Regions from separate parts of the Mus musculus genome. Here regions 1, 2, 3 and 4 are each linked to region 5. Evidence: chromatin contacts called from public Hi-C and HiChIP or PLAC-seq data. All regions are on one chromosome and are shown on one strand. Each heading gives the region's core, a stretch centred on a gene start, on an enhancer-like site or on the middle of the called end of the contact. The rest is flanking DNA. Distances are from core to core; before and after follow the strand shown.

Region 1 (5,325 bases), core at 2,320-4,819, 170 kb after region 5:
GGTAGCTCAGTCTACCCAGTGGTACTGGTACTGGGCTGGGTGTATATGGGGGCTCTGCTAACCACTGCAGAGTCCTGGTTCTGGACTTTCCCAGCTTCTAGGCATCCCCAGGCCACCACATACCCTCATTTTAGAAGTAAGATTCTCGGTTCCTAGCCTGTTGAAATCTGGGGTGACTCTGCTTAATGTTCGTTTTTTTTTTTTTTTTCCTCGTACATTGGGATGGAGGCACAGTTGAGAGTTCTTACTGGTCTTCTAGAGGACCAGGGCTTGGGACTCTCACTGCCTGTGATTCTAGATCCAGGGGACCTGAGGTTTTTTTCTGGCCTCCGTGGCATCCACGTGGAGTATCGTCATGCAGACAGACGTAGATACACACGAAAATAAACAAACAGAACAGCAAAACCCAAACACTTGGGTTTCTTTTTCTCGACGCCTTTAAAAGGTTTATGAATGGGGTTGTCCTGTCCATAACTTTCTGTTTTTCTTTCTTGTTCCAGTAGGTTTGGGGGTTTATCTGTGTTGCTGTATGTGACCCTGGTTCTCCCATGTTCCCTGATGTCTGGGGTGCTGATGTATGGCTACAAACCAATTTAAGCAAAAATGCTTTCCTTCTCTACCGAAGGTTATTCAGGGCTTCTCAGGTTTGGTCAGCCTAAATAAGGTTGTTTGACTGTTTGCTCTCTCTGTCTCTCTGTTTCTGTTTCTCTCTGTGTCTCTGTCTCTCTCTCTTCTCTCTCTCTCTCTCTCTCTCTGTGTGTGTGTGTGTGAGAGAGAGAGAGAGATTTCTCCGACCAGAATGGTGAAATTGTCTGTAAAATCTTCATTGTCAAAGTCTTTGGATCTGCAGTTCTATGGTCCACCTTAACTGCTGAGGCACTGTGTGTGGGGTGACTCCGTGTTAACACCGGCTATGGCATGGGTGAGATCAGGCCCCAGGCCCCAGCATGCGGCACCATAAAGGTTTCTGCAGAGTTTCAGAATTTGCCCCTCTCCTAGGGTCGCATAGCTGCTCCTGAGCACTATGTCCTGAGAGTTCCCACACTCCCGTGTTGTTCTTCAAGTCTATTAATGATGGTCTCTCATGTCCTTTGTAGAGCTGCATGCTTCTGGGGGGCCGGAAGACCACTGACATTCCTCTGGAAGGCTACCTGCTGTCCCCGATCCAGAGAATCTGCAAGTACCCGCTCCTGCTCAAGGTGAGACTCCCGTGGACCTGTCCCCAGGCAAAAATGGCGGGCTCTGCCGGCCTGCCACTGATAAGAGAAGCTGTTAGCTTTTAGGATCCGTGGTGTCTGGTGGCAGAGCTGGCCCTAGGCCAGGCGTGCCCAGCTTCTGCCTCTTTCTCTGCTGTTCTCTGGGCTTCCACAACCAACTTCATCTCTAGCGAGGCAGCAGATGGCTGTAGGCATCTGGACTCACACCCTGTCAAGTTTAAAGTCAGCAGAAGACAGTGAGTTTCTCTCTTGGAGTTCTGACGGACAGCCCGAGAGTCACTCCGGCTGTGGCCAGCCATCTGGGGCTGAGGGAATGGTGTATTCCAAATGGTTTGGATTTGAGTCATGTGGTTTGACGTTAGCCAATCATGGGAAACTTTGGCTTAGCCCTCTGATCTTCTTCCAACCTCCTTAGACCATTGCTTTTCCCTTGGTCATTAGCCACTGGGTAGTGCTATGCTCTGATTGGCTAAGATGGGACCCACATTCTGCTCTAGTCCAATAGCAGTGTGCAGAGCAGGACTGTGTTCTGATTGGCTGAGATCTGGGTCAGGTGCTCTGCCCCTGAACCTATTACTTTTTACTCAGACTTGAGCCTTAAGCCAGTTACTGAAACCCATATGCCACAGCCCCAAGGAGGGACAGACAGGCTGGCACCAAAACCTGGGCTCTGCTGGCGGGGCATGGGATGACTAGGAAAGCCACCCATGCACCTGCTGTCACCTTCCCTGCTAGCCACCTTGGCCTGGTCTTGCCCGAGCGGTCCAGGGCAGCTCTGACCCTTGACAGCTTCATCCTCAGCTTCAGAACCGACAGGCAGGCAGGTCCCAGGCTGCGTGGATGGCCCTGTCCCCATCTGCTGCTTGGTTCTGTTTTCCCAGACTTTACGAATGGTGGCTGTTGGCTAGTGCCAACCCTGACTCTGTCCCGACGCCTGTCTGATGGCTGGCTTGTGGGGCTTCCTGCCGGCAGGCTAATCTAACTGACTGCCCATGCCTCGTTCTTGAACCTGCTCGCAGGGGCTACTTCTGTCTTTGTTCCATGAACTGCAGGGAGGGTAAGGATGGTGCTGAGGGAAATCTCAAGGTGAATGACCCTGAGCATCTGAGCTGACAGCATCCTGGAGCTGTCAGCACTGCTGGGGTCATGGTTCTTCTGTGTGTGTGGACACCGGAGGCCAATCTTGGGTGTATGTATTCTTCAGAGCCATCTATCTGTCTTTGAGATAGAGCGCCTTAGTGGGACCTGGACCTTAGCCTGCCTGGCTGTGGAGCTCCAGGAGCCTGCCTTCCTGTCTCTGTTTCCCCAGCACAGTGCTTACAAGCGTGTGTCACCACACCTGGCCTTTGTGTGAGTGCAGAGGTCCCAGCTTGCATCCTGAGGTCGGACCCTTTTTCTTCCACAGCAGGACTGAGCCGTCTCTCCAGCCCACGCAGCGTGCTGTGCTAACACATGAAGCTGTGGGAGTGGGGCTCAGCTCTCCCTGTGTTTCCTCCGGCCATGGCCGCTTGGACCTCTGAGGGACTCCCCAGGAAGCTCAGCTGCATCCTCCTGTGACTTCAGTGAGGGCCCGGGCAGTGGACAGACTGGGCTCTGAAGCTGCAGGCGGATCTGGCCATGGAGCCTGAGCTGTCCCTTGGAGGTGGTGCCCCTTGGTCTGTCCCCTACCCTTTTGTTTTGCATTCACACTAGTCCTTAGTTCTCAGAAAGACACAGGTTGTGGGGTTTAGAGAGAGATTGGGGAGACCAGGGCCAGATCCAGCAAGTAGTTTGCTCTTGTAACTCATGAGCTGAGAACTTGTGCTTTTGCAAAGCTTTGAAACAGAGGGGAAAAAAAAACCCTCAACCTCCCACCCCTAAGGCAAACCAAAGCGAGCAGGAGGATGTGCTGCTGATGGCAAGCCTGGCTGCCCACTCTCTGGCCCTGTCGAGCACCTCGATGGTCCTGTGTTGGTGCTGGGCTTGGTAGTCCATGGCTGCCCACCCCTCAGTGGTCCTGCCTTAGGGCTGGGCTTGGTAGTCCACGGCTGCCTGTGTGAGCGAGAGTTGCAGCTGTGCAGTTTATTAGTGCCAGCTCTTGAGTCAGTCATGCCACTCCTTATGCCTCAGTTTCTCCTTTGTAGTGCAGAGCTTGTAACCATGGTGCTTCTCAGTTTGTTATGCAGTGAGGGCACACCCCTGCAGTGTAGTCAGGAGGGTGGGCGAGGCCTTAGGGACACAGAGAAGGGACATAAATGGCTGTGCCAGAGCACATGAGCTGCTGCTGCTGCTGCTCAGTCCCATTCTAGAGTCTTATCCCTGGCTCTGAAATCAGGGGTAAGAAGCAGCAGGCCCGGGAGCTCAGCTGCCCCCATGCTTGGGGGTGAAGTTTGTAGGGCTCGTCAGTTCCCTAAACGAGGCCTGAGAGGCTTCATGGCTCAGTGGTGTGTCCGGTTTTCTGGGTTATAAACCTTGATCATCTGACCCTTGAGAAAGAACCCTTATTTGCAGCCCCAGAGCTGAGCCGAACTGCTAACCCTTTGGTTTCTGGGTCCTGACCAAGTCCGGGGTCACAGGAGCTTGCAATGAAGCAGGTTTATTGATACATATCAGTAACCCAGGTGGGAAGACCTGTGTGGCTTCAGAGCTTGGTGGACCTGGGGCCTGTTCCTTTTTCTCTAGAGCCTGGGGTTTAGTCCCATAGGGCTCTTGCCCCAGGAAGATGGAGGCAGCTGGGGCAAACCGCTGGCTGCTTCTGCAGGAAGCACCCACAGGAAGTGGTGGAGGTCTGGCCTTGCCCTCTTGACAGCTGTGCACACTGCTGCTCTCTCTTCTGCATGTATCGGGAGCTTGGGGACTGCTGGGGACCAGCCAGCAGGGCCCGAGATTCCTGTGGAGACATGCACACTCCCTGACAGACAACTGCTCAGTGTCCCCCGCCTTGGCTCCTGCCACTGGAACATTTGCATCAGCAAGCAGCAGGGCTGAGGGCCCTTTACACCCTCCTGGGAGGCCTGCTTTGCTCACAGTTTCCAGGGCTTTCTAAAAGATGACCCTGCGAGCGCAGCAGCTGACTCCAACCCCAGCCCGTCCCCTCAGATGGCAAACATGTACCCGCAGATGTCCTCCGTTTTGTGAGGCCCCTTGTTCCCGCTGAACTCCCGGTGGTACAGGCTGCAGGGTTGGGGAGCCTGGGGTGGGAGAAGAGTAGGCAAGAGTGAAAGCCTTTTGGGAACAGCCCCCAAAGCTGAACTTGAACACTGCCTAAGAATAGCCGGAACGTTCTATTTTGGCTCTTCAGCCCGGGCTCAGGATAGACAGTTGGCATTTTCAAGCTTTATTGAGTTTTCCGTCAATGTTTCCAGGGAGATGATTCAGAGTTGGGGTGACGACGCCTTGATATGTAGCAAGCTGGTCCCTAATGGGAACCCAGCCTGACACTGGACCTTTTGATTGTCTGCCGATGGTACCCGACCCTTGCTGTGGCTCTGTCCTGACCTGGCTGCTGACATAGCCTTGGATCCACAGCTGGAGTAACAGACTCCAGCCTGAGCCTTCTGAGTCTCCCACTGATGGATCTATAAGGATCTTGGTGTCATGGGTCTTATCCCTGTGTGTCTGGCTTTTGTCACTTGTGGCCTGGGTTTATACTTTCTATCCCTTTTCATGACTGAGTAGTATTCCCCTGTGAGCTGGGCTGTACCTTACTGTTCATTCATTGACTGGTGGACATTTAGGAGCAACACTGCTATGATCATCCACAGCTCTTAACAACCCACCCCCACCCCGGTCTCCCTGCATGCTGGCTCTCATCTTCCCAAGAATGGCTCCCCTCCTATCCTACCTTCTGTCTCCATTCCAGGAATCAACACTTCATGCTGGTGGTCTCTCAGGCCAAGCCTTGTGTTATCTATGTCCCCCAACTTGCTCTCCCTCCATTTCAGTTGGTGAAGAAGTCCTGTTGACTTCCCCATGGAGCCTGCCCAGGGCTGGCTGCTTGCTAAGCCTGCCCTCTGCCTTGCCCGAGGCTGTTTCCAGTTCCATCAGGTTTCCTTGCTTTCACCCCAGCCTCTGCCTCAGCCCCTGGCCCTCCTACCCTGAAAGTATCCCCCTGTGTTCTCATACAGTG
Region 2 (5,562 bases), core at 1,212-3,711, 230 kb after region 5:
TTCGTGAGCTGGTGATGGTGCCTGTGGCCCTCTCCTGACCTCACATCCTTTTGCTACTTTGCTGCCCCAGAGTTCAAACAGAAAGAGGAATGCACGGTCCGAGGGCGGAACTTGATTCAGATCAGTATCCAGGAGGACCCTTGGAACCTGCCCAGCTCCATCAGGACCCTGGTGGACAACATCCAGCAATACGTGGAAGGTCCGTGGGTATAGACTGTGGTGTTGCCTGGAACGGGCCTAGCTATGTGGCCCTGTCTTCATGTCTGGGGGGCGGGGACAGAGCAGTGAAGCCATTTCCTAGTGAATGTCCTGACCTGCTGAGGCCCTGGGCTAGAGGACCCATGGAAATGGGGCCATTTCTACTGAGGCTTCTTGTAGTCAGGAGGTTGAATTCTGGCTTCCTTCCATCTCTGCTTCTAAAACTGGATCCCATCCACTTGTCATTGATTGTCACAGATTGGAGCCACTTGTCTGAGTTGTCAGTGATATGAGAAAGTCCTGATTCCTTAGTGGCCAGCTGCCCTGTGGCCACACTTGTGTGAGGACATGAGGTACTCATGTCTACCCGACATATGTCGTTTACCTATTTGAGCCTTTGGGCACCTGAGTCAGGCCCCTGGGGCCGGGGGCTGGAGGAGGGAGGAGTTACAGAGGCGTGACTGTCTCAGGCCAAGCCACCTGGTTCCTAAACAGAAGTAGGTCACTAACATGAGTCTGGGACCTGACTGCCACCAAGAATCCCTTCTTTTCTGCTTTCAGCTGTATAGCGGGACTTCTCGTACCCGCCAGTGGTTAAATGGCACAGAGATTTGTGAATATTTATTACAGCTTAGGAGTATAGCAGGGCAGACTATCAGCTACCTCATGTAAATTATCCTGACTAGTCTAGCACTATGTCCCTCTCTCTTGGCCCTGGCACCTCTGTTCCTCTCCATGTCCCGGGGGTGAATCTCTCAAGTCTCTTTCTCCCAGAGACCTTCCCTCTCGCTGAAGTTCTGCCTTCCCTTTCCTGCCCAGCTACTGGCTGTCAGTTTTTTTATTAAGTCAATCAGCAAGCGAGGAAGGTGAATATTTACAAAATAGGAAACCTATAGCTCTCTGTGGGTACAGAATTAACCGTTCAATATACAGAGTCACACCTTTACACAATGTGCAAGAGGTTACCCCCAACACAGCTCTCTGATGAGGATACAGGAACACTGGTGGTAGGGGCTCCATCTCTGATGTTCAGGGGCTCTGGAACTTACCCAGCATGCATTGAGCACAGCTCAAGCATCTGTGAGGGGCCAGAGCCCGGGTGCTGTAGGCACTGGCTTGCCCCGCTTCTGCCATCTCTGCTCACCCCTCCTCCTCTCTCCTCCCTCCTTTCAGATGGAAAGAACCAGCTGCTTCTGGCTCTGCTCAAGTGCACAGGTAGGAATGGGGCTGTGAAGGGGTCCCTGGGAGACACAGTGGGTGCTGTGGCCACAGGCTGGGGTGATGTCCCTCTGCTGGCCAACAGCATCTCAATGGGGCCCTCAGCATCTGCACTGGGGAGGCAGCCTTTTCTCCCAGTCTCGCCGAGAACTTCTCACCTTTTCCTCTGGGGCCAGGCAGAGGACTAGACTCAGGTCCTGGGGAACATGAGCCCTGTTTAGTGCTACCTGTTAGGCCTGGTGGGTGTTGGCAGGGGGACTGGTGGAAGACGGAGGGTGAGGAACATGGGCTCTGAGCTAGTAGAGCGGAGCCTGGAAATAATAGAGGATGTAACTGCAGGATACCTTCATGTGTGTGCGTGTGCGTGTAGTATGTGTGTCCATGCACACACATGCATGTGCACATGTAGACTTGAGTATGCATATGTGCATGTGTGGATGTGCCTACTCTTTATACAGATTACCAACTGCCTGGCTTGACCAGTTGGGGCAGGACTTGGGGGAGGTGAGGCAGGGGGAAGTGTTCCTGGGACCCATCTTGAATATGCAGCTTAGTACTGCTAGGATTCGTGTGGCCAAGGCTGAGAGGTCCCGTGATTCACTGTAGGGCAGTGGGGCAGGGTTTGGGCGTATGTCCGCCTCGGGAAGAGCCACACATTCGATTCTCCAAGAAGCAGGCACTTGGGCAGTGGGAGAGTGAGACTTGGGGCAGATCTGTCTTCTTTTGAAGAATTTATTTTTCTGCAACTGGCTTTTGGCAACCTATTTGCCCCTTCAGAGTTCTCCACAGGCCCCCGTGGGCATGGCAGGTCCAGGGTTCGGGTGTTGAGGGTGGAGATGCTGCCAGTCCGCACAGCACCACTTACCCAGAGCGCCCCCCCCCCCCCCCCCACAGACACGGAGCTGCAGCTGCGCAGGGATGCTGTCTTCTGTCAGGCTCTGGTGGCCGCCGTGTGCACTTTCTCGGAGCAGCTGCTGGCCGCCCTTGACTACCGCTACAACAACAACGGCGAGTATGAAGAGAGCAGCAGAGATGCCAGCCGCAAGTGGCTGGAGCAGGTGGCGGCTACAGGTGTCCTGCTGCACTGGCAGTCTCTGCTGGCACCAGCCTCCGTGGTAAGCGGCTGAGGTCATTGGCAGCACGGGAGAGAGTGCTGTGGCTACTCTCTGCTCCCAGTTACCCAGGGGTTCATGTGGCAGTGATTTGCTGAGCATTTGCTTTTAGGTTTTGGAGTTCGTGGATGAACAAAAGTCCCTGTGCTCTGTGGTGTCCTGGGGAAGAGAGACAGACAGAAAAGACCCATGGTTCTGAGCCGCAAGCGGGTGTCTCGTGGCAGTCTGGGCTGGCAGCTGAGGAATCCAGGGAGGGGAGAGAATATTACTTGCATCTAGTGCAAGTGTAGAGGGCAGGAGGGCTGGCTCGTTACCCAGTAGCAGTTCCATTATGTGTGGTTCCAGAGGCTATCTCAGGCCGCCCACGGGCAGCACAGCCCTAGATCGCCCCCTGCTGGCCACTGGTGAGCACTGCTGCCGGTCTTCAGAGATCTGCCTCTGGCCCCACTCCACAGCAGCCCTCTAACCTCTAAGGATGGAATACCAGATCCAGCTCATTCACTGATGTCACCAGCACCGAGCTGGCCACTGGGTCTACAGCTTATTTCCTAGAGAAGTAGACTGACAGGGGAGACAGCCCAAAGGCCTTGGAGTCTCTCTGGGGGGAGTAGCCAGACTTTCTGGGTGGTGACTTTTGATTTATGATATCTGTCAGCCAATAGGAAGGTCTGAGGAAAAGTATGCAGAGGGACAGCACGGGCAGAGGCCCTGGGCAGAGGCCCGTGTGGCCAGTGGGGACAGGCAGGGAAAGCAAGGTTAGTGGGATGGTCTGCAGGCAGAAAGTGACTCGGAAGCTGAAGGGCAGGGGACTCCTGTGATCTGGGCTAAGTTTTAAAAGAAAGCGTGTAACCTTGGAGAGAGGCGGTTAGGGGACTAAATGGAGAAAGAACCCTCTGAGGTGTCCTGGTGAGAACAGCTGCAACTAGAGTTGGGTGTTGGCCGGGAGGCTGGACGGAGGCAGACTGTGTCCAGGCAGTCGTAGCTGCTGGATGGGGTAAGACGACCAGGAGCGGACGGCCTTGAGAAAGGGATACAGAGCAGGTCTAGGGGGCTTAAGAGAGGAAGTGCAGATGCTCATGGAGTTGGCTGCATTTTGGATGGTACCGGGTGTGGCTTTACTGGGGCCACACAGCAAGGCAGAGCAGAAGTGACTTCTGACCCCTATGGGGTACAGGGCAGGTGGTGGGATGAACCATGATGTCACCTGTAGAGCCACACCCAAGACACCCACAGGCCTCCCAGCCCCGTAGGTGCAAAGCATGGCATCTCCAGGGCAGCCCAGGACAGGGTGGCATCTGAGTCTCCCTTACCACCGCCTCTTCCCGCAGAAGGAGGAACGGACCATGCTGGAGGACATCTGGGTGACGCTGTCGGAGCTGGACAATGTCACCTTCTCCTTTAAGCAGCTGGATGAGAATTCTGTGGCCAGTGAGTAAGCCCTCCCTTCCTGCCCCGAGTCGAGCTGCTCAGAGCCACGCTGGCTCTCCTCCGCTGCCAGGCCAGCAGCCCAAGTGGACCAGTCTCCAGTGCTTCAAGCCTCACGGCCCAACCCGAGACTCAGAGTCAGTCTTTGGGGAGCACATAGAAAAAGGAGGGGGGTGTATCAGCTACTTCTCTGGCTGTTACAACAAATTACTTGGCAAAGTCTTCAGCTGACAGCAGCTACCTGTGTGAAGGTTCAGGGGGAAGCAGTGATTGATTAGTGATGCCTGCCTGGTAAAAGGTGTGGGCTCTGAGTCATGTTTGTCGGCCACAATTCTTCCTTATGGATGCTGATAAGCTACAGAGCCTGGCTTTTTTTTTTTTTTTTTTTTTTTTAAACAGCTTTTGCTCTGAGCTGTCAGGCAAGAGAGTCACAGGACAAGGTCGGGGAGGTTGAAGACACTACGGCCAGCTCTCAGGGCAGGGACAGTGTTAGGGCCAAGACTAAAGCAGTGGGGAGCCAGAGGCTGTGGGTGCCAGTGAAAGGGGAGGTCATCACAGGCAAGTCTGGAGGCTGTATAGGGCGGTTCAAAGCTAAGCACGGAGGGGAGGGGAGGGGGAGGGGCTTGACGCTGCCCCTCTGCGATATTAGGGCAGGGAAGCCTCAGATGTCAAACATAGAAATTCCAGCATGCCACCTGGAGGCTGGGAAGACAAGAGGAGAGTCTGAGGCTACCCCTGTGGGTCAGGAGGGCTGGAAGTATAAGGTTTTCCCTCTGGAGTGCCACTCTGGCCTCTTTAGTGAGCCACCCTGCTTTGCCTCCACAGACACCAATGTCTTCTACCACATCGAGGGCAGTAGGCAGGCACTGAAGGTAGTCTTCTACCTCGATGGCTTCCACTTCTCCAGGCTGCCCTCTCGCCTAGAGGGTGGGGCCAGCCTCAGGCTGCACACGGTGCTCTTCACAAAAGGTGAGCAGCCAGGCTGAGGGACCTGGCAGGGAAAGGGGCAGAGGCAAGACCACTGAGCGCCCTAGGGCCCAGCACCTACCCTCCTGTGCCTTCCCTCACAGCACTGGAGAGCGTGGAAGGGCCCCCGCCCCCTGGAAACCAGGCAGCAGAAGAGCTGCAGCAGGAGATCAACGCACAGTCCCTGGAGAAGGTGCAGCAGTACTATAGAAAGCTCAGGTAGCTACCGTGGGCTGGGGGTAAGGGCGGGATGAGGGCTCTGGGGTGGGGGTGGCAACCTACAGGGAGTGGACACATCATTCAGAGCCACGGGCAAGCCTGACACTCTCTGGAGCACATACAGCAGTGTGCATGGAGGCCGCTGCTGACCCATTGTACAGCTGAGTATGCTGAGGCCCACACAGCCTGTACCAGATTACACAGACAGATGAACTCAAGTCTCTTTGGCCCATTCCTCCCTGTGCAAAGAAGGACTGAGCAGGGAGGGTTGCTTCTGGGATCTTTGGACTCCTAGCCCTGGATCCTGCTCTGAGGAGAACTTCCAGAGAGAGGTGCAGAGGGCAGTGGACAGAATGCTGTCCAGAGGGAAAACAGCTAGACCCAGGAAAACAGCTAAGGTCTGACACTCCTACTACAGCTACCT
Region 3 (5,225 bases), core at 850-3,349, 210 kb after region 5:
CTGTGGTTTTTGAGACAGGATCTCTATCTGAACCCAGAGCCCTCCCAACTGGGTCAATTGCTGGCCAGCAAGCTCTGAAGATGTGCTGGTCTCTGTCTCCCCAGCACTGGGGTTAGAGGCATGTGCTTCACAGGGCATTTATATCGGCACTGTGGATCCAAACGCAGGCCTTACTGCTTGTATGGCAGGCACTGAACCCACCAAGCCATGTCAGGTTTTTAAAGGAGTCAGAGAGCCAAGGCCGTTGTGTGGAGTTCACACATGTTAACACTGGCTTGCAATTCTGCTCCCTTACAATGCTCTCTCGACCAAGCCACGCTTGTCCGGGAGCTGCTTCTAGCCTGTGGCTGCCGGTTGGCCAAGGCGCCGAACCGCTGCCATCTGACCACGACTGTGTGTCTGCGGCTTGCAGTTCTGGAGAAGAGCGAATTCAAGGATGAGTCCCAGTACTTCCGCTTCCATGCTGATGAGGAGATGGAGGGGACCAGCAGCAAGAACAAACAGCTTCGCAATGACTTCAAGCTGGTGGAGAACATCCTGGCAAAGCGACTGCTGGTAGGAGGCTCACAGTAGGGCTGTTCTGCCTCTCTTCCCTGCCTCTCCTGTGGCCTGGGAGCTGGGCAGCTTCAGACAGTGGCCAGAGCAGGGCATGCAGCTCTGAGCATGAGTCTTGGGACAGAAAAGCCAAGTCACTGTGCTAGCCAGGACTATATTCCTCATGAAACGCTGGGGCTGCAGGAGTTCCTACCCTTTCATCTAGCCCACAGCCATTGCTTCACTGTGCCTCCTGAGTCACCTCCTCCAGCACTATAGATAGCTCTCAGGAGTTTGTGTCCTGCTCGCATCCAGGAGCCTTGAGTGTCTGCAGTTGGGACATTTACTAACCAGGTCAGCAAGGTTGGCATCCCAGCCCACCTAGCCTGACTTCTTAGGCTGGGCTTGTGGCGAGTTGTCCGGAAGAGGTCTGTCCATAGCCACTCTAACCTCTCTGGTCTGTGGTAATCCTGGGGACGGCAGTTCCCTCTGGTGCTCTAAAGCCCTCCAGTGTAACCCACCACACCTGGATAAGAGTCAGCGTCTGTCCTGAGCTCTTCCTGCCTCTCCAGCTTTGTCCCCTGGGTAACGCTTTCCTCACTGTCTGAGCCAGGCTAGTCTCTCTCCCTGGGGCTGCCTCTGGGCCTTCCCACCCCCTGTACCTGCTGCCTAGAGCTCTTTGCCCACCCGCTCTCTTCTTTTACTTTAGCCTGAGTACATTCCCAGTCACACTGTAGACTGTTTCCTTCAGTCAGCAGTAAAAGTGGGGCAGCTCAGGGGCCTTGTAGACTTGCCACACACACCCCCCGCCCCCGCAGGATCCTAGTTCTTGGGGAGAAGGGTGTTGTCGTCGCTCCCGTCTGGTTGCCATAAGTGCATCTTGGGCTTTCAGATCCCGCCACAGGAGGACGACTATGGCTTCGACCTTGAGGAGAAGAACAAGGCTGTGGTAGTGAAGTCTGTGCAGAGGGGCTCGCTGGCTGAGGTGAGACCCACCGGTGGCCACTCAGGTGGGGTGGTACCTGAGCTGGGGGTGACCCCGTGTCTCTGAGATGCAGGGTAGCTGGGAATGAGACTGCCTTCCTGGCACGTTCCACTAGCGCCACCTGCTGGGCTCTTGGAGACGTGCAGGGAAAGCAGATGGCTGGCTCCCTGCAGGGTTTCTTCTGTCTCCCAAACCCCAGTTTATGGCATCTCCTTCCACAGTCTTGTTCACATTCCCATGGTTACAAAGTGGCCACCACACTGACCTCTGTGCCGTCACAACACAGGCTGGCGCTGGCCATTTCTTCCCAAGGGAACTGCCACCCACCCTTGCCTCCTTGGGCTTTCATTTACAGCTCAGAGCCCAGCTTCCTGGTGCTTCTAGAACATTCCAGCTTCCTCGGTGAAGAGGGAGGAGGCCAGTGACACCTGTGCTTGTCCCTCCAGATGGCTGGCCTGCAGGCTGGGAGGAAGATTTACTCCATCAACGAGGACCTGGTGTTCCTGCGTCCCTTCTCTGAGGTGGAGACCATCCTCAACCAGTTCTTCTGCTCCCGCCGCCCGCTCCGCCTCCTGGTGGCCACCAAGGCCAAAGAGTGAGTGCGAGCCTCAGGCTGACTCAGCAGGTCTCCCTGGGCCTGGCCCTCCAGCATGGGGCTGCCACCTTTGTTAGTCTAATTTGATGTCCCAAGTGCATGACCAGCTCAGTTTTGGGAACACCGTCCCGTCAAGGTGGATACAGTTCCTACCTTCCATGGATTCTTGCGAAGTCAGGGGGCGGGGCCAGATATACACTGGGCAGGTGTGAGGCGTGTGCCGAGTTGGCAGTTATCAGCAGATACCTGAGATTAGAGAAGGAAGCCAGTGTATGCAGAGAGACAGTGGCCAGAGAGATGTCACTGGGGATGGAGCGATGGCTCTAGGAGACGACTTCTGGAGGACGAGGGTTCTAGAAAGATGAAGCACTCACTGCAAAGCCCCCGAGGTTGCACTGTTGGTGGCAGGTCGGAGGAGGCAGTGAGGGGGTAGAGCAGAGTTGGAGAGAGGAGACATGAGCAAGTCCCCATGGATGACCGCTGGAGAGGAAGGCTTCCCTGGGGCTGCAGGTGGAAGCAGGTGCCTTCTATGGCTGCCTGGCTTGCAGGGTCAGGGTGGGCCACATCTGGACAGAGGTGCGGTGGGCATACTTTTATTTTACTTATTATTTATTTATTTATGTATATGTACTCTGTCTGCATGTATACCTGCATGCCAGAAGAGGGCATTGGATCCCATTACAGATGGTTGTGAACTACTGTGTGGTTACTGGGAATTGAACGCAGGACCGCTGGAAGGGCAGTCAGTGCTCTTAACCACTGAGCCATCTCTCCAGCACAAATGTACTTATATTGGTTAATTATTTGGTTCCCTGCTTCCCAGGCACTTGAGGCAAATGTTGGCTGATCCTTTCACAGAGGTTGCCTAAGACCATTTGAAAACACAGATATTCACGTTAGGATCCCTAACAGTAGGAAAATTACAGTTAGGAAGTAGCTATGAAAATAATTTTATGGTTGGTGGGGTCACGAGAACATAAGGAACTGCATTTTTTTTTTTTTTTTTTTTTTTTTTTTGAGACAGTGTTTCTCTGTGTAGCCCTGGCTGTCCTGGAACTCACTTTGTAGACCAGGCTGGCCTCGAACTCAGAAATCCACCTGCCTCTCTCTGCCTCCCAAGTGCTGGGATTAAAGGCGTGCACCATCACGCCTGGCTTCATAAGGAACTGTATTAAAGGGCCCCCCAGCATTAGCAAGGTTGAGAACCGCTGGTTTAGACTCTGTTTCTGTAAGGACAGGAGATTCAAGGAAAAGGTGACAGGAAAGGCTTAGCTACTCGATGCCGGAGACGGAAGTCACCAGGGTTTAATCTTTGAGGACAGGCTCTCAGGGTGGCTCTGCTTGCCCGGTAGACATGGAAGGAGGGATCATGCTGTGTGCTGGGGACAGAAGCTGCCTAGCAGCTCAAAATGAATGATATCTGCCAATCCCTGCGGCTGGTACCTTCCCTTGGCACCCACAGCCCCCAAGCTGTGCCTCCCCTTGGTATCCGCCACTGTCTCAGCCCCTGTCTGCTTGGGTGACAGCCTTTGGTTCTTTGGGGACCTGGTTGACTGACCATGTTGATCATTGCTCCTCTCATGGCTGATTTCCAAGAAGCCCAGGGTGTTGGCGGGAAGGGACTCCTTGAGGACCCACACTCCTTTTTCTCATGGCCTGTCTCTGCCCCTGTGCCTGCCAGGACCATCAAAGTCCCTGACCACCCAGAGGCCCTGTCCTTCCAGATTCGAGGAACAGCCCCGCCGTGTGTCTTTGCTGTGGGCAGAGGTGAGCGGGAGTCTGGTGTGCAGAGCCTCTTGGGGCCACATCGTGGGCGTGGAGAGCCGCATGCCCAGTGCAAGCGACTATAGCTTCCCAGTGGCATCAAGGCCATGGTCCAGCTGTGTGAGACCTTGGCTAGAGCCTTAGGCAGTCCAGCTAGAACTGAGAAAGTGACTAACATCTACTGAGCACTTAGTAAGGACAGCCATTCCCCACGCCCAAGCTTCTAGAGTCTCTCCAGAGTCCTTTGAAGAGATGTGCTGTTTACCAACTTCACAGATGAGAATATTAAGGCCCAGAGAGGTGAAGTGTTGTGTTGTAGACGCAGGGCAGAGAGGTAGTTGGAGGCCCCTGAGACTGGGACCTGCATGGGCCAAGGTCCTCGAGGCCTGTGCATCTTAGGCTGGAGTCAGCTGGCCATTTGTTTTCATTTCTAGAGTTGTCCGTTAGCCTAGAGATGCTCACGACCCACTGCTTGGGACCTGTGGTAGGACTGGCAGGGATGGACCGTGCTAGGCAGCTATATTGTGTCCTGGATTTTCTGAGCCTTTGCCCTAAGGGTAGCTTTGGTCTCTCTCTGCGTCCTGGCTTCAGTCCGTCGCTGTGCGGGCATGCAGGGCTCCAAAAGATAGGGGTCTGAGATACCACATTGGGCCGGCTGCCTCTGCTGTATCAGCGGCAGCTCTCTGGTTGGCAGCTGAGAGGAGGCACGCTCTGGATGCAGCCATTGGCAGGGGCAGCTGGACCCTGGCTCCTCTGCCTGGCTCTGGCCTCAAGTGTTCCTGTTCCTCAGGCTCTGAGGCTGTGGCTGCCGGGCTCTGCGCGGGCCAATGCATCCTGAAAGTCAACGGCACCAGCGTGGCGAATGATGGCGCCCTGGAGGTTCTCGAGCACTTCCAGGCTTTCCGCAACCACAGGGAGGAGGCCCTGGTGAGCACTGAGCGGAAGGTGGGAGGCTGCCTGCCATCTTGGAGGCCCCTTAGACTGCTTAGGAGCACTGAGCTGAGCTGAGTGTGAAAGGCCCTTTTACAAACGGGAGTGTTGTGACTTCAGCAACGAGCCACATTAACCATAGAAATCACTTGCAGGGTTGGGTTCTGACAGCCCAAATTCTCCCCTGCTGACAGTGTGACAGACTCATGGCTACAGTCACTCTTCCATCTACACGCCTTCTCTTGACTTTGGAGATTCAGGAGAGATGAGGATATTACTTGTACCCCAGTGTTGTCAAAGCCCCGCTTCAGAGTTGGTGTTCCACCCCCAGCCAGTGGTCCCTCAGTTCCAGAGGGACATTTTGGAGATCTCTTCAGAGGTGGCCTCATGGGCAGGAATCAGGGGACCGCCTGCCTT
Region 4 (5,493 bases), core at 218-2,717, 170 kb before region 5:
AGCTGTAGTCATACTCAGAAGTAGCAGTTGGAATTTCATGGTCCCTAGGGCTGCTTTGAACCTGACATGCCAATAGTGGAGAGCTTTCCTCTCTGAGCGACTGAGTACATGGTGCTTTTCCACATTTACAACTGTGATGTTTGTTCCGGTGGCCCTGGTTCCTCTGTTTTCTAGATATATAAGGCCCCCTGCATTGCCCACATGTGGCAACTGGAAATAACCCCACACTGGCAGATGGTCCTGGAGGAAGGAAACTGTTCTCACTGCCTCCCATTCTCTCCTAACATGACATCTAGGGTTATGTTAGCAAGTGATAAAGAAAAACTGGCGAATCAGTACTGCTTGGTGTCTTTTATTATTTAAAAATTTATTTTATTTTTTGCTGGGCCTAGGACTACATCTAGAGTGCTCTGTTATGCTCAGCAAGTGCATCTTTATTTCATCCCTGGCCTCTTGCCTGGTAAATTTTAGTGTTGCTCATGTGAGAATTTAAAGCTTCTCAAATAGTCTTGTTATGTCCCCCACACACATCCTGTGTCACTGAGGGGCAGTGGTGGACAGGCAGAGTTTGATAATTGGTGTCTTCCTCTTACAGTGTACCTTATTTTTTGAGACAGGCTCTCTTTTTGAACCTGGAGGTTGCTGGTTTGGCTAGACAGTCTGGTCAGCAAACCCCAGGGTTCCTCCTGCCTGGGATTATAAACCGCCACTGCCCTTGATTTTCTTATTTTTCTTCTCTTTTCTTTTTTTCTTTTTTTGTGGGTGCTGGGGATCAGATTCGGGTGTTGATGTTTGCAAGCACTGCTCACTACGCCACCTTCCCAGCCCCTACACTTTTTGGTCAGTTTTTGTTTTTTCCATTAATTTACTTTTTCATTTTACATCCCAATTGCTGCCCCCTGCTCCTGGTCTCCTCCAAGTCTCTCTCCCTACTTTCACATTTTAGCTGCTTATTTCAACCAGTCTTTGAGCTATTTGAGACTAGAATTTTGTGGGTAGGCTCAATGAAAGCCTGTTTTACTGTGAGCCTCTAAAGTCCTCACATATTTATGACCGGAGCTAGAAATGTTAGTGGGTCTGCTTTACAGAGCAGGAGCCAGAAAGGATCCTTTTGGGCCCCACCCTCTCTAATTTTAGGTACTCATTCTGCCTTAGGCTCTGCCGCTGTGACCCTGTTAGCATGGACTTTGTTTTAGCTCCTTTTCTGCTTGTGACCGATGGCTGCAGTTGGAAGTTAGGAGGAATAAACTGACTTGTTCTTGTCAGTGAGTAAACCACTCCAGACAAACTTTAGTAAGAATGGGAGGAGGGAGCCAGGGAGAGAGGGACATCTTTCTCAATTGGTAGCTGAAGAAAAAAAAGGGAACAAGGCTCAGCTGACTTCGGCACCCTTGCAGACTTTTGTGTCCACACTGGCAGCTTGTCTGCTGAGAGCTCTGCATTGAGGATGGTAGCCTCTGTTTTTGCCCCAAAGCAAACAAGATGGCACAACCTGCCACAATGGGGACTGGGGCGAGAGTGAGGTCATTTGAGCCACTCACTGTGGTGCTTCTTTGGGACTTTGTATCTCTTTGAGAGAAAATATGTCAGACTTTTCAAGTAACTTGCTTGCTCTGGTTTGTCCATGGGAGAGGCCTGATGGTAAAAGGCAATGAGGGTTACCCTGCCTGGGAACGGTTAATTTGCCAGTACATGCTGGAGGCCTGCCTGGTTGCCTGTTTCCATAAACACTGTCATTTCTAGCCTTCATTGATACTGTTTTATTCAAAGTACTTTTAACCTCCTTAAAACTTCCTCTGCTTTTTGATAGATGGCCGTGAATTTGTATAGAATTGTTCTACTGTGAGTCTCGCCTGTATGTATGTTTGTGTGCCATGTGTGTGCAGTGCCCTTGGAAGTCAGAATTAGACACTAGATCCCATGGAACTGGAGTTACACATGGCTGTGAGCTCCATGTGGGTGCTGGGCAACAAACCCATTCGTATGGAAGAGAAGCAAGTGCTGTTAGTCACTGAGCCAACTCTCCAGACCCCCACCTTTTGATTTTTGTTGCCGTTGCTGCTGTTTTGGGTATAGGGTTTCTGTAGCTTTGGTTGTCTGGTCCTAGGCCAGTTGTGTGGACCAGCTGGCCTGAATCTCACAGAGATTATCCGCCTCTGAGCCACCACATCTGATTTTTATTTTTAAATTGTTTTATGTGATGAGTGTATCTTGCTTATATACACCCCATGCATGCCTGGTGTCTGTGGAGGCCAGAAGAGGGTGCTGGATCTCCTGGACCTGTGGTTGCAGTGGTTTTGAGCTGCCATGTGGGCACTGGGAATAGAATCCAGGTCCTCAGCACAAACCAGGAGTCTGGTGACTGCTGAGCCCCTCCAGTCCACCCTGCCCCCCACTTTTGACTTAAAAAAGAAATTTGGCTTTGTAGTTTCTTCTAAGTTAAAAAATAAGAAGCTGGCAGTGGTGACATATACTTTTAATCCCAGCACTTGGGAAGCAGAGGCGGGCGGATTCCTGAGTCGAGTGAGGCCAGCCTGGTCTACAGAGTGAGTTCCAGGACAGCCAGGGCTACACAGAGAAACTCTATCCTAAGAAAGCACAAAAACCAAACAAAGCTAAGCAGGAATCTTGTGTGAGAGCCGTGTTGTCGTTCCCAGCAGCTTGCCTCTCTGCAGCGTGCTGGGCTCCTGTGCCCACCACTGGCACTGACATGGTCCCAGGGCAGGACAGGGTCTATTCAAGTCACTCGAGAATGTGGTTGATGCAGTGGTTTTCTGGCTTAGAGTCTGTAATTAGATGAAGCTCCTAATAAACCTTACTCAAACAGATCCCTGCTTTGTTCTAATTAGGAGAAAGAACCAGCAACAGTGAGAAATCCCTCCTGTCAGTCAAGTGAGGGGAAAGTTTGTCTCCTCAGTCTGCTGCCTTTAACAGCAGCAGTTCCTGGTGTCACTCTCCAGGTTGCTTTCAGCTTCTCACAGACTCGAGGCCAGAGGCCATTACCATGTCCTATAAATGTTAATAAGCATGACATATTGCCAGTTCTCTGTGCAAAATGAACACATATCGCATGGATATTGTAAGTCATTAAGTCACTGAAGGATCTGCAGGCCAGGACATGGCAAACCTACGAAGGAGCCCTAAGCCTTGTAACTGACAGTGTAATACATGTTGCACATGTGGCTTTGTTACCTGAGAGAGTGCCAGAATTGACTGCACTCAGCAGTCACTTTACCCCCTCTACAGTTTAGCTTTTTTCCTTTCTCTCACTACTTTTAGGTAGATCTTTAGATTTTGTAGCACTGACTTAGCTACACTGAAAGCTGTTTATCTGTAAGTTGTTCATTTTTGTTGAGTAGCCGTGTCCCACATTGAAGTGTGAGTTCCGGTTGCGTCTGCTGCTCTCTCTGGAGCCAGATACTGAACAAGAACTGGTTTCTGCTCTCAGTTCTTCTTCTCTCCATATCTGCAGTCAGACCTGCTCAAGGCCCTACATTACCTCCTCCAGTGCAGCTGCAGGGAAGGGTGAGCTCTAGTGCTCCTCGTTAGGCTCTGCTCCTCAACTGGCTGTCCCACCTGACAAGCATTCCAGAGGTGGTGGTGGGACCATTTACCTTTAGGAAGCAAATTGCCATATATACCTGTATATCCCAGAGAGGGAGGTCTGTTTGGATGTGGGGTAGACAGGCCTCAGTTGCAAGACCATTTAGAAGTCATGAGAAAGAGAAGTGGTTGCTGCTGTGATCTAACCCTTTCTGTTTCAGAGAGAAATGAACAGGAAATACCATTTGGGGTGGTCATTGTATCAAAGTTCTGCCTTTTAACAATGTTTTATACCAAGCAAGGGGTGGGTGGCCAGATTTACTACAAGACCAGTCATTAACAAATTCATTAATCTTTATTGAAGTTTTAAAATTTTTGTTTGTTTGTTTCTTGAGACAGGGTTTTTTTGTGTAGCTCAGGCTGTCCTGGAACTTGCTCTGTAGATCAGGTTGGACTCAAACTCAGAGATCTGTCTACTCTGTCTCCTGAATGGTGGGATTAAAGTTGTACACCACCACTGCACAGCCTTTTTTTTTTTTTTTTTGGTTTTTTTTTTGGTTTTTTGAGACAGGGTTTCGCTGTATAGCCCTGGTTGTCCTGGAACTCACTTTGTAGACCAGGCTGGCCTCGAACTCAGAAATCCGCTTGCCTCTGCCTCCCTAGTGCTGGGATTAAAGGCGTGTGCCTCTTCTTTCCTTTTCCTCCCCCTTCCCCTCCCCTCCCCTCCCCTCCCCTCCCCTCCCCTCCCCTCCCCTCTCCTTTCCTTTCCATATCCTCTCTGGTGGTGTTCTTAGTTTGCAGCACTGGGGATGGAAACCAGGACTTAATGTACCCTAGGTAAGGGTTGTCTCAGTAAACATCATTCCTAGTCCTTGTTCTTGCTCTTTGTAAGACATAATTAATCACTTCCTGGGTTACCGAATTTGGTTTTTTTGTTTTTTGTTTTCTTTTTTCAGTCCTTTCCACTTCAGTTTCCTTTCCAAGGAGAAAAATCCAAACTTACTTTGTGAATGAGTCAGCTGTCAGCAGGGTTTAGTTTGAGTTAAGTTTCTGTCTGAGCAAGGCCTGTCTCTCTGGGCTGAATCTGTCCATCCTCCCCTGTCCCCTGAGGGCTTGTGCAGACACAGGTTTTCTGGTGTTTGTACTGCTGAAAGGGGAGCTGTGGCTCAAGATAGAGATTTTCAAACTGCTAAGAATAGAGGTTCAATATACAAGTTCTAGAGAATTGCCTTTATGGTGTTTTGTTTTGTTTTTGTTTTATTTGTTTTTTGTTTTGTTTTGTTTTTTTGTTTTGTTTCGAGACAGGGTTTCTCTGTGTAGCTCTGGCTGTCCTGGAACTCACTCTGTAGACCAGGCTGGCCTCGAAATCAGAAATCCGCCTGCCTCTGCCTCCCGAGTGCTGGGATTAAAGGTGTACGCCACCAACGCCCGGCTTTGTTTTTGTTTTAAAGACAAGGTTTCCTTGTATAGTCCTGGCTGTCCTGTTCTAGTCCAGGCTGATCTTGAATTGACAGATCCACCTGTCCCTGCCTCCCAAGTGTTGGGATTAGAGGCATGCATAGCCACACCTGGCTCACTGAGAAGTGCCACTGCTTTTAAGTGCAGGATGGATCATGAAAACATGCTTTCCTTGGAAAAAAATGAGATTGGCCGATCACATGAGATTGGGTAGGATTTGTAGTGGATAATCCCCAAATGCTGTGATTTCTCATGAGTAAACAGGCTTTGGAGCTTCTTGTTGTCTGTAGCCTTTCTCAGGCTCCTTTCCTGCTTGTTTGCATGTGGCCCGGGAAGGTGAGGAGATGGGAAGTCAGGGAGACCACTTGTTAGCAGTCTAGGTGAAAGGACGATGACGCAAGATGGATCTTTGTCTCAAAGGAAAATTTGGGTTGTCTCATTATCTTTGTCATTTTTTTCAGTCTTGCAGACTAAAATACTGTTAACATGAAA
Region 5 (5,073 bases), core at 1,299-3,798:
CGTGTTCTCATGTGTGAACATGCATACTTACTGCATACACACATGTGTAAGAAATGGCCCTGACAGGAGGTAACTTCACTCTAGGTTATGTGAAATTGGAGGGATGGCTTGTTATCAGTGGTTAGGGAGTTCACACCCAGGGCTGGCTTAAAGGAGCTATCATTTAAGATAGGAGCTATGTGCTTAGTTAGGTGAAAAGACTTTATTTCTGAACAGTTAAAATACTGCAGAGTACCTGTGCCCCCCTTATCCTGTATCTCAAGGCCTTTTCTTGGGTCTCAGTAACCTCATTTAAGAAGAGGAATGTATGGGGCTGGAAGGGTAGCTCAGTGGGTAAAGTGCTCACAGTGGAAGTGTGAGGACCAGCGTTCGGCTCCCCAGAACCCATTTTTAAATACAAATAAGCCACTCGTGTGTGGTGGCTCCCTATAGCGCAAGTTCTTGGGAGGCTGAGACAGGGGGTTCTTGAGCAAGCTGGCTAGCTAGCTAGCAGAATTGGTGAGCTTTAGTTCAGGGAAAGACACTGTCTTGCATAAGTGGAGAGCAATCAAAGACAGCCAGCCCGGCAGTGGTGGCACATGGCTTTAATCCCAGCACTTGGGAAGCAGAGGCAGGTGGATTTCTGAGTTCAAGGCCAGCCTGGTCTACAGAGTGAGTTCCAGGACAGCCAGGATTACACAGAGAAACCCTGTTTCGAAAAACAAAAACCAAAAAATAAAATAAAATAAAAATAAATTAAGAAGTTAAAACGTGAAGCCCTATGGCAAGAATGGAGTCTAGGAGGGTTCAGCCTGAGGCTCATGCCTCCCTCACAGCTGCTTTTCCAATGCTTACCCTACATTCCTGATAGAACAAAACCCAACTCTTGGCCCTGGTTTTCAAAACAGAAAAGCTTTAACATTTAGGTCTCAGTAAATCCCTTCCACAGACCCTGAATTTCACAAGATTAGCTGCTCAGGATTACACAGGCCTCAAGCAACCCCCAAGATCAACAACAGTTTCTGACCCTTAGGGACTCTCAAATGCTTCCCACATATTTGAGGCCTGAATCTTATTCACCGGGAAGTGCAAAGCTCACAAATCCATTCCAAGGTCTCAAGTGGACGTTCTCCTGCACCCATGGAGAAGAGTGACTAACAGAAACTCAGCCCTTCTGTTTACTCAACCTTTTAGGACAACAGGCCTTTTAACCAAATCCCATGGATTGCACAGGGCGATGAATTCACAGGGAGACAGCTCTGGTCAAATGTCCTGACGCTCTCCGTCCACAACTTTTTTCCTCTTGAACCTCCACACAGTCGACATTTCTTACCTTTCAGACCTGGGCTCAAATGTCACACTTTCAGACAAGACTACTTTCCTGACCATCCAACCTAAAGCAGACCTCAGGTCCTCTGTATCACTTAAGTCTTTTTTCTGACAGCAGTACTTATTAGTACTGTTTTGTCTGCTCTATCAGAACCTAAGAAGATCCACAGGGACAAAGGATTCCATTTCTCCTTCATAGACATCTCCTCAGTACCTGCTACACAGGCTCTCGAGAAGTAACTAAAGATAGGAGACTGATGTTGGTGTCAACTACCGAGCTTTTACCTAGTTAGGAGCTAGAGACTTCTGTCTTTCCACAATCCATGGATCCATTCAACCAGCAAATATTTACTGAGCAACTACTGTGTGCGAAGCACTGTCATAAATGCACAGGACACCGCATTGAAGCAATCAGACAAGTATCTTTGCTCTACAGAACCTTTATTTTAGGGACCCGCCCTAAAATGAGTAGAAGTCGTACACGCTGTCCAATGCCTGAAATATAGATCATCTTACATCCCTTCCAGGCGAAGCGCCCTGGGAACCCCAATGTTCTCCAGTGAGACATTTCCCAAACAAGCCTCCGGGGTTCCTCGGCACCAACCGGGCAGCTCTCTGACCTGCTCTGATCGCTCCCGTGGGAGAGCCCCCAACCAGCATAGTGGCGCTGAAGGAAAAACTTAAGATCGAGAGCTACTGCTTCAGAGGACTTGGAGATGGTGAGGGGAGGAACCAGGAAACGGGACAAGGAGTCGTGGCAAGGGCCCCAGGCAGGGAAGCTGGAAAACCAGCCGTGGCTGTCACCAACTTGCTAGGTGACCTTGGGCCAGTCTCGGCCGCCCCAACACCAGCTCCCACGGGGACAGCGAGCGGAAGAGGACGGGAGGGTGGGATTCGGGCTGGGAGGAGTGGAGGGCAGCAGGCCCGGAGGGTAACGGCCGGCGTGGGGAAGCCGGCGCGGGCCAGGCCGGGGTGGCTCACTCACCGAGCGCCACCTGGCAGGCCCTACGCAGCTGGGAGTGCTGGGGCCGCTTCACCTCCTTGTCAGCTAGGATCTTCTCCAGGGCCCGGGACACGAACATGCTCTTGGTCTGGCTTTCCTGCATGGCCCCGGCCTGCGGGGGCCGGCGACCCCGCGAGCCGGCGGTGCGAGCGAGCAGGAGAGCGAGGCTGAGGGCCCGGCGACCCGGCCGGCACCGGCCGCGTCCGTGCGCGCCGCCCTGTCAGGAAGAGACGCCCCGGCCCCACGGCGCCGCCAAGTTGCAGCGCGTCACGTGACCACGTGACTGGCGGTGTCGCTGCGTCTGCTGAGCGTCGGTCGACCCTGTGACCCCAAGGGTGGGGGGCCGGCCGGGAGGCGGAGCCAGAGTGGGGTGGAGTTCTGTGGGTGGGGCGGGTGGGCGGGGCAGTAGACCTGTGGTGGGGCGTGGTCTGTTCGGTTGGGGCGGGGCCTACGCGAGTGGTGCTGGTCCGGGCGTGTCTAAGTAGTATAACCGGGCCAGGTAGGGGAGTGATGGTCAATGACTATGAAGGGGAAGAAAATGCAGGTCAAAGCCTATAGACATGGGCAGCCCTGAAGGAAAGATGCAAGTGATCGGAGGTAGGAAGAGACTAAGAGCATGCGCTAGATATGCTGAGAAAAGCGAAAGAGGGAGTAAAGGGGAAAGAAAAAAATCGTAAAAAGAATTAGTGAGGGCTGGTGAGATAGCTCAGTGTTTAAGAGCACCGACTGCTCTTCCAAAGGTCCTGAGTTCAAATCCCAGCAACCACATGGTGGCTCACAACCACCCGTAATGAAATCTGATGCCTTCTTCTGGAGTGTCTGAAGACAGCTACAGTGTACACATAATAAATAAATAAATAAATAAATAAATAAATAAATCTTTAAAAAAAAGAATTAGTGAGAGTAATAATAGTCGAGAGAAGAGAGATGGGCAAAAGGAAGTGAATGGAATGAGAGAGGTGACAGAGAGTAGGGAAGGTCAGATGCCGGATCCAGGAAGGGCAGAGAAATCAGGGATGGAAAGGAGGCTCAGGGAAGTTAAGAACCAGGACTGAGGATGAAGCCAGAAGGGAAGAGAGAAGAGAGAGGAGGGGAGGGGAAAGAAGGGTAGGCTGGAAGGTATATTCACGGTGTCTATCTCTTCCAGATTTGTATCTCTGACAGCAAACCACACCAGCCCTGGACACAGTCCTGCTGCCACAGGAGAGAGAGCTCCTGGCGGGCCAGTTTGTAAGAAGTAATCCTTCTGTCGCTAGAGTTTTACTTGTTTGTTTTGTTTGTTGTTGTTGTTTTGATACAATCCTGATGTGTATCGCCGGCTGTCCTTGACCTTGAACTCAATGTCCTCTCTGGGATGAGGGACTGAGTTGCATATTTTACATACCAAAGCTGACCTGGCCTCCAGGTTCTCCCAGCATCCCTCAGTCCCTACCTGGCATCCCCTGCTCCCAACCCTGAACTTTCCAGCACAAGGGTTGGGCTGCCCTTCTCCTTCCTTTTCACTCAGAGGCAGAGGCTCTTCCAGACATTTTGGCTTCTCTCTCTCTCTCTCTCTCTCTCTCTCTCTCTCTTTCTCTCTCTCTCTGCAAGCACTCTTCCTCTCTTCCCATGGCGACTTGCCTTGCCTCCTTCCTCAGGACCAGTGAACTCAACTGAGAGCAGCTTCGCAGCTTCCCAGGAAACCTACATTTAATATAATCTTACCTCTCTTGAATTGGCTCAATTCACCGGCAGGGAAATAACTTATCACCCTCCTGAGCTGGGATTGTAGGAGGAAGCCACCACACCTGAACATCTGCTTTCTAAGTGCCAGTCTGTGCCAATGCTACCAACAACTCCCCTTTTCCTGGTCTGTTTTCATCAGCCTCCAGTACGGAGGACAAAACCGGAGAAGAAACTGAGCCAGGTGGCCAGTGTGGCATGGCCGGTACCTGAGTGGAAGACAGGGCCTTGTCTTGACAGTACTGATGCTTCCCACACCACCCCTTGCTTTTTTCCCACAGGGCAGCCTTGATACTTTGTCTCACAAGAAGCAGACAGTTCTTCCTCATGGAAATTTTGGGAATGTCCCATGCCACCATGTTCAAATGCTCAACTCAAATATCCATTGTCACTGTGTCCCCTAGCTAATAGCTAATATTTATAATAGCATTTGTGGACCTTTTGTATTTTCAGTTTGTGGGGCTCTGCCCCTGGACTGGGGTGGGGGGGAGGGTCCAGTCCAGAGGCAGGTGGAACACTTCAAGTTTGTAAATTCCACTGATTACAATGTGACTCAGAACTACAGCTGGGCCTCAGAACAGATACCACACAAGGCTGGTAGGGCTGCAGCCGCAGCAGGTGTAATTGTGCCTGTTTGTCCACTGAATTAAAATTAGTAACTTACACACTGCTTTCTTGTGGCCTTTTTTTGTTGTTGTTGTTTTGTTTTTTTGTTTTTTGAGGCAGGGTTTCTCTGTGTAGCCCTGGCTGTCCTGGAACTCACTCTGTAGACCAGGCTGGCCTCGAGAGATCCGCCTACCTCTGCCTTCCAAGCGCTGGGATCAAAGGCATGTGCCACTACTACCTGGCTTGGCTCATCTTTTTAAGGTCATTATCATTGATTAAAACTATGAGAATAGAAGATGTTATTATCATGAGTTTCTTTTCAAAATAGTTACTGGAGGCCTTTGGTTACAAAATGGTATGTCCTACCCACTGAGATTGTAAGCTGTAAGCGCCACTGGCCCTGCCTGCCATGTAGTTTTCAGCTCAATGTTACA

The links. A called contact is a pair of places that touch in the nucleus more often than the background predicts. HiChIP or PLAC-seq counts read pairs in DNA pulled down with a chosen protein or histone mark.
Region 1: an H3K4me3 HiChIP or PLAC-seq map of bone marrow-derived macrophages shows a contact between it and region 5, with 5 times the contacts expected there. The contact joins the enhancer-like site here to the promoter of Arfgef2 in region 5. A contact is called at or near these places in 5 of 39 promoter capture datasets (the C10 cell line, Sertoli cells, cancer-associated fibroblasts and 2 more), 1 of 15 datasets of contacts at CTCF or cohesin (CD8 T cells), 4 of 484 Hi-C or Micro-C datasets (B cells, bone marrow-derived macrophages, muscle stem cells and 1 more), 21 of 115 datasets of contacts at active chromatin or transcription factors (the 230-238 cell line, CD8 T cells, the SCID.adh cell line and 13 more) and 3 of 9 other capture datasets (adipose tissue, liver and pancreatic islet).
Region 2: a contact with region 5 is called in an H3K4me3 HiChIP or PLAC-seq map of bone marrow-derived macrophages, with 5 times the contacts expected there. The contact joins the enhancer-like site here to the promoter of Arfgef2 in region 5. A contact is called at or near these places in 8 of 39 promoter capture datasets (the HPC-7 cell line, HPC-7-derived erythroid cells, cranial neural crest and 5 more), 1 of 15 datasets of contacts at CTCF or cohesin (the NIH/3T3 cell line), 1 of 484 Hi-C or Micro-C datasets (bone marrow-derived macrophages), 32 of 115 datasets of contacts at active chromatin or transcription factors (the 230-238 cell line, the SCID.adh cell line, SST interneurons and 21 more) and 3 of 9 other capture datasets (adipose tissue, liver and pancreatic islet).
Region 3: an H3K4me3 HiChIP or PLAC-seq map of bone marrow-derived macrophages shows a contact between it and region 5, with 6 times the contacts expected there. The contact joins the enhancer-like site here to the promoter of Arfgef2 in region 5. A contact is called at or near these places in 21 of 39 promoter capture datasets (the 3T3-L1 cell line, the C10 cell line, the HPC-7 cell line and 16 more), 2 of 15 datasets of contacts at CTCF or cohesin (the NIH/3T3 cell line and embryonic stem cells), 5 of 484 Hi-C or Micro-C datasets (CD8 T cells, the G1E-ER4 cell line, bone marrow-derived macrophages and 2 more), 40 of 115 datasets of contacts at active chromatin or transcription factors (the 230-238 cell line, the HPC-7 cell line, the SCID.adh cell line and 29 more) and 4 of 9 other capture datasets (adipose tissue, liver, macrophages and 1 more).
Region 4: a Hi-C map of granulocyte-monocyte progenitors shows a contact between it and region 5, with 3 times the contacts expected there. The contact joins the enhancer-like site here to the promoter of Arfgef2 in region 5. A contact is called at or near these places in 2 of 39 promoter capture datasets (macrophages and maxillary cranial neural crest), 1 of 484 Hi-C or Micro-C datasets (granulocyte-monocyte progenitors), 4 of 115 datasets of contacts at active chromatin or transcription factors (the SCID.adh cell line, embryonic stem cells and memory CD8 T cells) and 3 of 9 other capture datasets (adipose tissue, liver and pancreatic islet).

What each region holds. Positions count from the first base shown.
Region 1 is chr2:166,629,240-166,634,564 of GRCm38.p6, reverse strand. Prex1 (phosphatidylinositol-3,4,5-trisphosphate-dependent Rac exchange factor 1) reads left to right here. Exons shown (of 40, transcript NM_177782.3): 5 at 1,098-1,199. Among named protein-coding and RNA genes, the nearest start is that of Gm29679, 67 kb to the right of the region's middle. Within about 2 kb of position 3,569, at least 109 of the 459 cell types and tissues checked have an H3K27ac peak or open chromatin away from gene starts, as enhancers often do. A contact at or near this core is called in the 230-238 cell line, B cells, CD8 T cells and 8 more, where this site is marked.
Region 2 is chr2:166,572,515-166,578,076 of GRCm38.p6, reverse strand. It overlaps Prex1 (phosphatidylinositol-3,4,5-trisphosphate-dependent Rac exchange factor 1), which reads left to right. Exons shown (of 40, transcript NM_177782.3): 30 at 71-199; 31 at 1,372-1,413; 32 at 2,311-2,531; 33 at 3,857-3,956; 34 at 4,779-4,922; 35 at 5,024-5,138. Among named protein-coding and RNA genes, the nearest start is that of Gm29679, 11 kb to the right of the region's middle. Within about 2 kb of position 2,461, at least 22 of the 459 cell types and tissues checked have an H3K27ac peak or open chromatin away from gene starts, as enhancers often do. A contact at or near this core is called in bone marrow-derived macrophages, embryonic basal ganglia and neural stem cells, where this site is marked.
Region 3 is chr2:166,589,090-166,594,314 of GRCm38.p6, reverse strand. It overlaps Prex1 (phosphatidylinositol-3,4,5-trisphosphate-dependent Rac exchange factor 1), which reads left to right. Exons shown (of 40, transcript NM_177782.3): 16 at 413-555; 17 at 1,427-1,519; 18 at 1,966-2,114; 19 at 3,796-3,881; 20 at 4,669-4,805. Among named protein-coding and RNA genes, the nearest start is that of Gm29679, 27 kb to the right of the region's middle. Within about 2 kb of position 2,099, at least 18 of the 459 cell types and tissues checked have an H3K27ac peak or open chromatin away from gene starts, as enhancers often do. A contact at or near this core is called in the G1E-ER4 cell line, bone marrow-derived macrophages, differentiating embryonic stem cells and 1 more, where this site is marked.
Region 4 is chr2:166,972,430-166,977,922 of GRCm38.p6, reverse strand. The region is part of intron 1 of Stau1 (staufen double-stranded RNA binding protein 1); the gene reads left to right. Among named protein-coding and RNA genes, the nearest start is that of Stau1, 21 kb to the left of the region's middle. Within about 2 kb of position 1,467, at least 77 of the 459 cell types and tissues checked have an H3K27ac peak or open chromatin away from gene starts, as enhancers often do. A contact at or near this core is called in adipose tissue, granulocyte-monocyte progenitors, liver and 1 more, where this site is marked.
Region 5 is chr2:166,803,056-166,808,128 of GRCm38.p6, reverse strand. Arfgef2 (ADP-ribosylation factor guanine nucleotide-exchange factor 2 (brefeldin A-inhibited)) reads right to left here and starts at 2,548. Exons shown (of 39, transcript NM_001085495.2): 1 at 2,294-2,548. The coding sequence starts at 2,414.